Linked DNA regions of Mus musculus: all the other regions are linked to region 2. The links are chromatin contacts, called in public HiChIP or PLAC-seq and promoter capture Hi-C maps. All regions are on one chromosome and are shown on one strand. The core of a region is the stretch at or near the end of the contact, and the rest is flanking DNA. Distances in the headings are between cores, read along the strand shown. Region 1 holds the start of H2-Ab1 (histocompatibility 2, class II antigen A, beta 1). Region 2 holds the start of Rnf5 (ring finger protein 5). Region 3 holds the start of Tap1 (transporter 1, ATP-binding cassette, sub-family B (MDR/TAP)).

Evidence for each region. Promoter capture Hi-C pulls out the DNA fragments that hold promoters and counts their contacts. HiChIP or PLAC-seq counts read pairs in DNA pulled down with a chosen protein or histone mark.
Region 1: an H3K4me3 HiChIP or PLAC-seq map of bone marrow-derived macrophages shows a contact between it and region 2, with 2.7 times the contacts expected there. The contact joins the promoter of H2-Ab1 here to the promoter of Rnf5 in region 2. A contact is called at or near these places in 9 of 39 promoter capture datasets (the 3T3-L1 cell line, 3T3-L1-derived adipocytes, the C10 cell line and 4 more), 4 of 484 Hi-C or Micro-C datasets (B cells, bone marrow-derived macrophages, embryonic stem cells and 1 more), 4 of 115 datasets of contacts at active chromatin or transcription factors (bone marrow-derived dendritic cells, bone marrow-derived macrophages and cardiomyocytes) and 3 of 9 other capture datasets (adipose tissue, liver and macrophages).
Region 3: a contact with region 2 is called in a promoter capture Hi-C map of embryonic stem cells, with 4 times the contacts expected there. The contact joins the promoter of Tap1 here to the promoter of Rnf5 in region 2. A contact is called at or near these places in 14 of 39 promoter capture datasets (the 3T3-L1 cell line, 3T3-L1-derived adipocytes, the C10 cell line and 7 more), 8 of 484 Hi-C or Micro-C datasets (B cells, the G1E-ER4 cell line, Th1 cells and 3 more), 10 of 115 datasets of contacts at active chromatin or transcription factors (bone marrow-derived dendritic cells, bone marrow-derived macrophages, embryonic stem cells and 3 more) and 3 of 9 other capture datasets (adipose tissue, liver and pancreatic islet).

Annotation. Positions count from the first base shown.
Region 1 is chr17:34,261,951-34,264,650 of GRCm38.p6, reverse strand. H2-Ab1 (histocompatibility 2, class II antigen A, beta 1) reads right to left here and starts at 1,424. Exons shown (of 6, transcript NM_207105.3): 1 at 1,246-1,424. The coding sequence starts at 1,339.
Region 2 is chr17:34,602,300-34,604,999 of GRCm38.p6, reverse strand. It overlaps Rnf5 (ring finger protein 5), which reads left to right and starts at 1,439. Exons shown (of 6, transcript NM_019403.3): 1 at 1,439-1,666; 2 at 2,691-2,700. The coding sequence starts at 1,527. It also overlaps a transcript of Agpat1 not described here.
Region 3 is chr17:34,186,217-34,188,916 of GRCm38.p6, reverse strand. It overlaps Tap1 (transporter 1, ATP-binding cassette, sub-family B (MDR/TAP)), which reads right to left and starts at 1,361. Exons shown (of 11, transcript NM_013683.2): 1 at 512-1,361. The coding sequence starts at 1,037. It overlaps Psmb9 (proteasome (prosome, macropain) subunit, beta type 9 (large multifunctional peptidase 2)), which reads left to right and starts at 1,587. Exons shown (of 6, transcript NM_013585.2): 1 at 1,587-1,667. The coding sequence starts at 1,608.

The DNA of each region.
Region 1 (2,700 bases), core at 175-2,674, 340 kb after region 2:
GACCGTCGGGCCTCGGGGCCTCGGGCCGGGCAGTCTCTTCGCCGCCCCCGCCCGTGAGGACCCCGCTTCGGCGGAGCACCGGGCGACGGTTCGACCCGGGGTAAGGAAGAGGAAGGGAGGGATGGGGCGACCGGGCTCGTCCTCACAAGAATACGCCTCAGGAAACGCAAACGGTACTTGGTACATTTGAAAAAAAAAATAATAATAAAACTAAGGGACACCAAAAGTTGGGTGGTAGAGGGGGGGGGATGGGCCTGGGTAGAGTTGGAAGAGGGAGTAAATATGACCAAAACTGTACGAAATTCTCAGCGAACTAATAAAACTAGGATACAAAAAATAAATAAAATATTTGCCAGTTTCTGCTACCCCACCCCCACCCTGTGGGACTCTCTCCTGTGTGCAAAAGGCCCTGACCCCCTAGGGGGCACTCGTTCTCAGGAGAGCCCCGACTACAAAACCAACAAATGGGAATCCAGGCAACCTCTGAGAACTGCCTGCTTGCACGGTCACTCCAGGCATCTTAAGGGTAACTGCGAGACTGAAGACACCTCTATGGCTTAGGGGACTGGGGCTTTATTTACTCTCTGGTCTCCGAACGAACTAGGACACCTCCGCTCACCCCAGGGTATGTATCACATATGTCCCTTCTGGGCCTAGTGTTTTCTTGGAAATTCAATTTACTAACTCAGTGTTTGAGTTCTGGATTCCATTTGACCAAAAAAATTAGGTTTCTTGGTCACTGGCTTCTCTCTGAGTTAGACGCCTAGAGTTCGCTCTCTTAAACCTCCACTCCACATGAGGAGTTGTCCGCAAACATCGGGACCACAGACCATCGCTGATCTGTTTCCCCACTTCAGAATCTGGCATTTCCTCCAGACAATGTACGGGGTGGGGGTGGGGGGCACTGGTATTGTAAGCCCTGTACGGGGGAGTGGGTGGGGGCACTGGTATTGTAAGCCCTGCTGTCTCCCCATGCACAACCCTTATCTTTGGTGGTCGATTTAAATTCTGCCGCCTCCTCCTCCTCCTCCGTTTATATGTCAGGCTCGCACCGGCGGCGGCACCATCCTAACTCAATATTAGAACACAGAAGTGAGAATGGAGTCTCACTCTCTCTTCAGAGAAAGGAAATCTATAGTAAAATCAGGATTTTGCCACCCCCTCCCACATCCCAGAGTCCCCAGGGTCCCTCAGAACACGACCCCCAGAGTGCTGGCTCTGGAGAGCCCTGCCCCCGGCACTTACTTTCGGAGTCTCCGCCCTCAGTCCCTGGGCTGCTCAGCACCATCAGCACCACCACAGCAGCCGAGAGGAGGAGGCTGGGGATCTGCAGAGCCATCTCTAAGGCACAGGTAATGGCAGTCACCAGGACTCACACCTGCTGTGCCCCCTTCAGAAAGCAAAGTTCTGTAGCCTGGAGTGATCTGAAATCCCAGAGTGTCAGGGTTGGTCCCAAGTGAGGAACCAATCAGCATTGGAGCTGAAGTCTGTCATCTGTCTCTGGGTAGACTTTGTTTACAAAGGCTCTCTATGCGCGGCATGGTCTGTTTCTTCATGAGCCCCACTGGATGAACGTTTGAGGTGACTGCTCCTCTCAGTTACAGAGTAAACTTTTCTAAACTGCAGACTGCCTGTGTTTGGGGGTTTAAAGAGAAAAGTGCGTGAAGTATAGACAACTTTGGGATAATTATTTCAAATCTACTGTTCTTACACTTGAGGTTGTAGTGGGAGAAATGAGTGTGACATGTATTAAGAGACAGAGAAATCATGTTTTGTTACATCTGACCCTCTGGGGTGCCTCAGGTGAGAAAGCAGAGTTCTTGGGGAGTCGCTGAGCCTCTTTCCAATCCTGGAATTCTCTTTGTAAAATGCAAGCCATGTTCCCTGAACTGTATTCTAGGTTTTGATAAGCTCACATGGAAGAGCAGTGTGATGTGGTTAATAATGGAAAGCATTGAGCTGTCCTGTGTACATGTTGGAAATGTCAGGTTAATGTGTGTCTCAGCCCTGCTGGCTCATGCACCTTCCCCATGCAGGAGTCTTCTACATTCACGATATTCCAATGAAAATACAGAAGTTGATCAGCCCAACGTTGCTCTTGTGGATTCTTCTGCTGTTTAAATCCTCCATAACCATGATGTCAGCTAAGGAAAACTCCACAACCTTTTAGGGCTTCCAGATCCAGCTGCCTGGAATTTCAAGGACAAAAGGCTAATGGTGTAAAATAGCAGTTTCAGGAAGGGACAGCCATAGGTTTGTCACACTGTGCCAGGCTGAATAACAGAGTCATCAACTTGTGCTTCAAATACATCTCTCCTCAGGTATACACTACTAAGTCTAATTGTCCATCAGCTGGAATGGTACCTGACAAATACCAAATGACTAAACAATAAGTCTCTTTCCCTGAAACTACAACACTATCTCTATTATTTTAGATCCTAGTTAAACAGGGGTCAGGACCTGAAAACAGAGTTGATGAAGGAAAAGGGAAAGACGTAGAGTTGGGTAACAAGACCATCCCGTGGGGGCTCCAGCAGCGCAGGTGAACTGCAGCATTCCAGGGTCCACACTGGCACCCTGATGTAGAGAACCAGAGAGGGACCGCACTGGGCTCTCACCATCAGCTCTGCTCAGGACAGACACAGATCTCCTAAGCCTAGGCAGGGAGCATGCAGGAGAAACATCAACTCAGATGTGGAA
Region 2 (2,700 bases), core at 190-2,689:
ATACTCCAGATCCTCGCTTCTCCGTACCTCCTCCTATAGAGAGTCCCAGCTTCTCACCTTTCTTTATTCCTCAGTCACACAGGTCCTTTATCAAGGTATTGAATAATCCTTAGCTAGCGTGTTCTCGTCTCCCGCCCATGGACACCTTTGCCCTGGGTGATTTACATGGCTTGGTGAAGAGCCCTTGCGAATGCGAGGACTGTTACCTAATTCTGGGCCTTGGGCCATAGTGAGGGTCACTGAGTGCTGGAAAGGCCCTAGCTGCCAGCCGTCCAGCCAGGAAAAAGATCCAAATCTATGCAGGGCAAACTACAAGGAAGGGGCGGATCTACCCCATTCTACGGCGGGTCACCTAGGGGTCGGCCTCTGTCCTTTGGGCGCCCACTCCCAAGAGGGTGGAACCAGTCCTTTTCTGCTTGTAAGGTTTAGGACGGAGTGGGGGTCCACTGTGGTCTGCTGTGTCACATTACAACGGTGGGCCTTTGGCTCGGTCCTGCTGTGAGAATCACCTAGAGAGGCTAAGTCGTCCAACCGAGAGAGTGGGGTTAACACCGGCGCCACAGACCGACGGCCGCACCATCCACGCGTCGGGCTAACCCCAGCTCTGCTCCCCGCTTCTCCGAGAGGGAGGGGCGGACCCAAGGTCTTCCCTCTACGTCACCCAAGGAGGCCGGAGCCATCTTGAACCCTGCGACCCTGGTACTTCTGCCCTTCCCCCTCCCCCCTTAGCTCTGCACCGTCTCTCCAGATCTCGGCCAATCAGCGGCGGAGTAAACCGCCCAATCAAGCGGAGAGAGTCCGGGCGGAAAGACCCGGATAAGGCCGAGTCGAGGCCTTTGAACCTAAGGCCCCGCCAATAGCGGAGGGGTTGCCATGGTGACGAGAGAGAGCGAGTGAAGGGGCGGGACTGGAGTCGACACCGCCTTCGTCTGGGTTGGCCTATTCCACGCCCCCCCCCCCCGCTTATTGCGCATGCTCATTCTTCCGTGTCATGCCAGCCAATCATTTGATTTGGAACCATTCGCTCTAAAGTCCAATAGGAACCCGGACCTTCTAAGAAAGAGGAAGAGAAGGAAAAAAAGAGGCTTATGGTGGGCGAGTTCTGTAGGCCTGAGCCAATCCCTTCTGAGCTTTGGTTATGACTGGCAGCTGAACTGACGAATCAAAGCCTCTTTAGCTGAGTGACAACACAGGCCTAGCTCATTATGACCAATCCCTCGGCAGTGCATAGTTACTGAAGCCCTATCAGCCAATCATCATCGTGCAAGGGTAGGGGCCCCACACACACCTTTTTCCGCCCCCACTCTTTGGATCAATCGTGTCCTTTGAATTCTATATGATTGGCAGGTACCTCGACCAATAATGATGAGAAAAACTTGAAGTTTGCCCAACGATCCTGGGCCGAAGGCGGACCTGCTTTGTTGGGGCGTGAGTGTGTGTGTGCCTGTGTGTGTGCCCTGTGTTAGTGTATATGTGTGTGTGCCTGGGGGTACTGAGGGCTACGTGGGGGCGAAGCAGAACTTGCCATGGCAGCAGCGGAGGAAGAAGACGGGGGCCCCGAAGGGCCAAATCGCGAGCGGGGCGGGGCGAGCGCGACCTTCGAATGTAATATATGTCTGGAGACAGCTCGCGAAGCTGTGGTCAGCGTGTGTGGCCACCTGTATTGGTGAGAATCCGAGTCAGGGGCTTGGGGTGAGGCGGCGGGGTTCGTCTTTGTGCTGGGGAGGCCGAGAGCGGGGACCATGCAGTTTTTTTCAGATGACCAGAGGGCATATGTCCCACCCCACCTCCCCACATACACGTAGGGGAGGCCTAAAGTGAGGACTTGTGTCTTTGCTGATGTATGTAGATGGGGTGGGGGTGCGGGAAGGGTCACATCTGTGCAAATGAGATATCTTTCCAGGGAGGGTCCTATGAGCTGGTGCATGGTATGTTATGAGGAGGAATGGGAAATGGGGGACGCTGCATATTCCTCCATTCGAGACCTGAACCACAGTACCCCGTTAGACCTACCCAGGTGTTGAGATAAAATAGATGAGAGACTTTTCAGTTTAGGGGATGTGCCTGTCGGAGGAGGAGGGAAGATCTAGGGACTATGGACCTAGATGTGGGTCATATTAAGATGAGATGTGGGAGGGGGTGATTTGTCAAACCTGAAGACAATGGCATTGTGTAAGGACAAGATGGAGAGGGTGAAGGGTCATGGAGAGAGGGGTTTTACTGAGCTTGAAGTAAGGAGGAGAGGAACAATGTGGGTGTCTGAAAACCATGGGAGTCTGGAGGATTAGGAGCAAGAATGGAGTTCAGGCTGAAAGGAAACCTGTTGAATTGGGAAGTCAAGTTCGGAGGCAGAAAGGGGGAGGTTGAAGGTGTGTGTGTGTGTGTGTGTGTGTGTGTAGAGGGAGACAGACAGGGAGAGACAGAGAGGAGACACCGGAAGAGAGAAAAGGATCAAATGTGTGGAGGATGTTGAGGACCCAATGTGAGTACCTTTAAATGTCAAGTATCAAAGGCAAGAAGCTGGAAAAGTCAAGTTAGCAAGTATGCTAGAAGCTGTTGGGAATATGGAGAGAAATGGAGCAGTAGAGCAGCAGTGCCTGGGAGACAGGTGGTGGGTGGGCTTCCATGTTCTGGGGTCTGCAGCTCTCTTCTGTAGTTTGACGTGTGCTTTTTGTTTGTTTTTCATCCAGTTGGCCCTGT
Region 3 (2,700 bases), core at 112-2,611, 420 kb after region 2:
CATAATGAATTCCAGAAGAGCCAAAGCTACAAAGAAAGACCCTATCTCAAAAAGGAAAGAATAGAAAAGAGGGGAAGGGGGAGGGGAGGGGAGGGGAGGGGAGGGGAGGGGAGGGGAGGGGAGGGGAGGGGAGGGGAGGGGAGGGGAGGGGAGGGGAGGGGAGGGCAGGGGAGGGGAGAGGAGAGGAGAGGAGAGGAGAGGAGAGGAGAGGAGAGGAGAGGAGAGGAGAGGAGAGGAGAGGAGAGGAGAGGAGAGAGAAGAGGAGAGGAGAAGATGGCGGTGTGGAAAGAAACCTTCACATTTGGGCTATGATGTGAAGTTCTGCTCCCAGAAGACCCTGTCCCCAACGCCCTTGTCTGGACCCCTTCTCGGGCCTGGGTCCTTCTCTTTCCGCCTAAGTTGCCTCCTTAGTGTCTCTGACGCTTCCCGGGACTACTTTACTCTCCCTTTCTGCCTGGAATGCCCATTGCCCTGTCCCCTGTGGCCTGCTCTTTCACCCAGTCTCCCTTACCAAGGCAAGAGAGAATCAAGAGAACCAGAACCAGGTAGAGACGTCTCTTCTTAGGGCCCAGGAAGCCCAGCATCCGACACAGCATGTCTCCAGCGTCCCTGTTGCCGCTGGGCGCCCAGAGGCTCCCCAACTTGTGCCACAGGGCGGCTGCGGGCAATGCTGCCACATAACTGATAGCGAAGGCATCTGGACGACTGTTCCAGTACAGTAATCCAGCGCTGTCACCCTCCCGGAGTGTTCCCCAGGCGGCCAGCTCTCGGAACAAGGCAAGTCCAGGCAGGGCCAAACTCAGTGCGGCCACCAGCGGCTGCAAAGCAGCCAGCCAGCCATGGGCTCCTGCGGTGACCCCGAGGACCCCGCGGACCCCTAGTCCTAGGATGGCCCAGCGACTCAGGCCCACCACCCAGACCCGGAGCAGCGGCACCTCGGGAACCAACAGGGAGAAGATTCCCGGGAGCATGGGCCGCAGCAGCAGCCAGTCCACCAGAAGGAGCAGGGCGGCCGCCAGCCAGACGTGCGCAGCCATCGAGCGTGAGCTGTCCAGAGTCTGGTCCTAGCCTGGGACTCTCGACGTCCGCGCTGCACAGGAGTCTCCGTGGGGAAGGAAGAAGGGCGGGTCCGAGGGCGTGCGCGTAAAGTCCCGGGAACCCGCTCGAGCTGGTGGAGCTGACTAGAAGTGCTGGCGTTTAGAGGAAGAAGAAACCGAAAGCCGACCTCGAATCACTAGACACGCCTCCTTCTGAGACTGGCTTGCTCAGGCTGTTCTGGAAGCTGCCGCTGAAGCTGTAGTTGGAGTTCTGCCTAGCAGCCCTGGCCTGTCGTGTTCTTCTCCATGAATCTCATTCTCCTCTTCTTCCCCAGCCCCCTTAACTTGCTTGCGTGAATTTTCCCATCCCAGGCCCCACCCCAGATTGAGGGCAGGACCCTCTGTCGTCACCTGTCTCTGGGCAGATTTGCCCTGCTCAGGTTTGCTCTGGGCGCCAAATGCTGGTAGAACGGCACGCCCCTTGCGCGATGATGGGGCGGGGCCTCAGTCTGCAAGTTGCCTGCACCGCGCGCAGCCGCTGATTGGAAAGCCGAGCCCCGCTCTGCTGAGATGCTGCGGGCAGGAGCACCTACCGCCGGCTCGTTCCGGACGGAAGAAGTCCACACCGGGGTAATGGGTCTCGGGGTGAGAGTCAGCGGGTGGAGTGATCAGGGACCCCTAAAGCTCTGGAAGTAAACCAAGAGACTTAGGAAGCTTGTAGCGCCCAGCGCTTGCGCTCCACAGTGAACGTAGGGTATCCCTGCTCAGAAGTGTGGTGTCCAGGGGTCTGTGGAGGGATCCGCATGCGAAGCTGGTGAGAAGGTGCGTTCTTTGGCTTGAGCTGGAAGCGTCTAAGGGAAGTTGCTCCAAAGCGCTTTCGCTTTCACTCTAGACTGCGCAGTTGGGGTTACTGGCTAAATCAAGTGAGGGGCTTGGGGACCCCTGCAAAAGAGGTGCTGAGGTGTCCTGGATGAAGCACCTGAGAGAAGGTAATATGGAGGCTCACTGAAAAGGACCTACCTACACATCATACAGATCTTTGCTTAACCTAGCCCCAGACAGCCCCCACCCTGAGTGAGGACAAGCTCTCTGGCGCCAGGATTGAGGGGGAGATGGGGATGATCGGTGGTCCTCCTTGTTCCAGGTGCTGCCCTGCAGCACACTCCACCCCACCCTGTCCCAACACCGTCATTCCCATGCTTGCCTGAGAACTTTGCCCAGACCTAGGAGCTGGGAAGATGGCAGCTGGTTTCTGCTCTCTAAAAGCCACCAACCACAGTGTTAACATGGTGTGGAGGAACAAAGTGGACATTTCTGGCCTTTTACTTGTGCTCAGAAAGCACACTCGCGGGCAGGGTCCCCGGAGATCAGAACGACATGGAGTGGACAGAAAGGTTGGAAAAAGTCTCCCTCGCTGCCACGGAGCTGTGGGACTTAGAAATCAAATCAATCAAGGGTTCAGAGTGAGACCTGAGTCAACTTGGGAAGCTCATTCGTCTCCATAAGTCAGTTTTCTCAGTGCACCCAAGGGTCTCCTAAGGTGCCTTTTAACCTAGAAGGTGTGGGGGAAGTAGATGTGTCTACCCTCCTTCACTTATCCGTAATTCTTTCCTTGACCTGGAAAAACTCTGCTATCCAGAAGTCCTTTCCCCTGGCTGCAGAG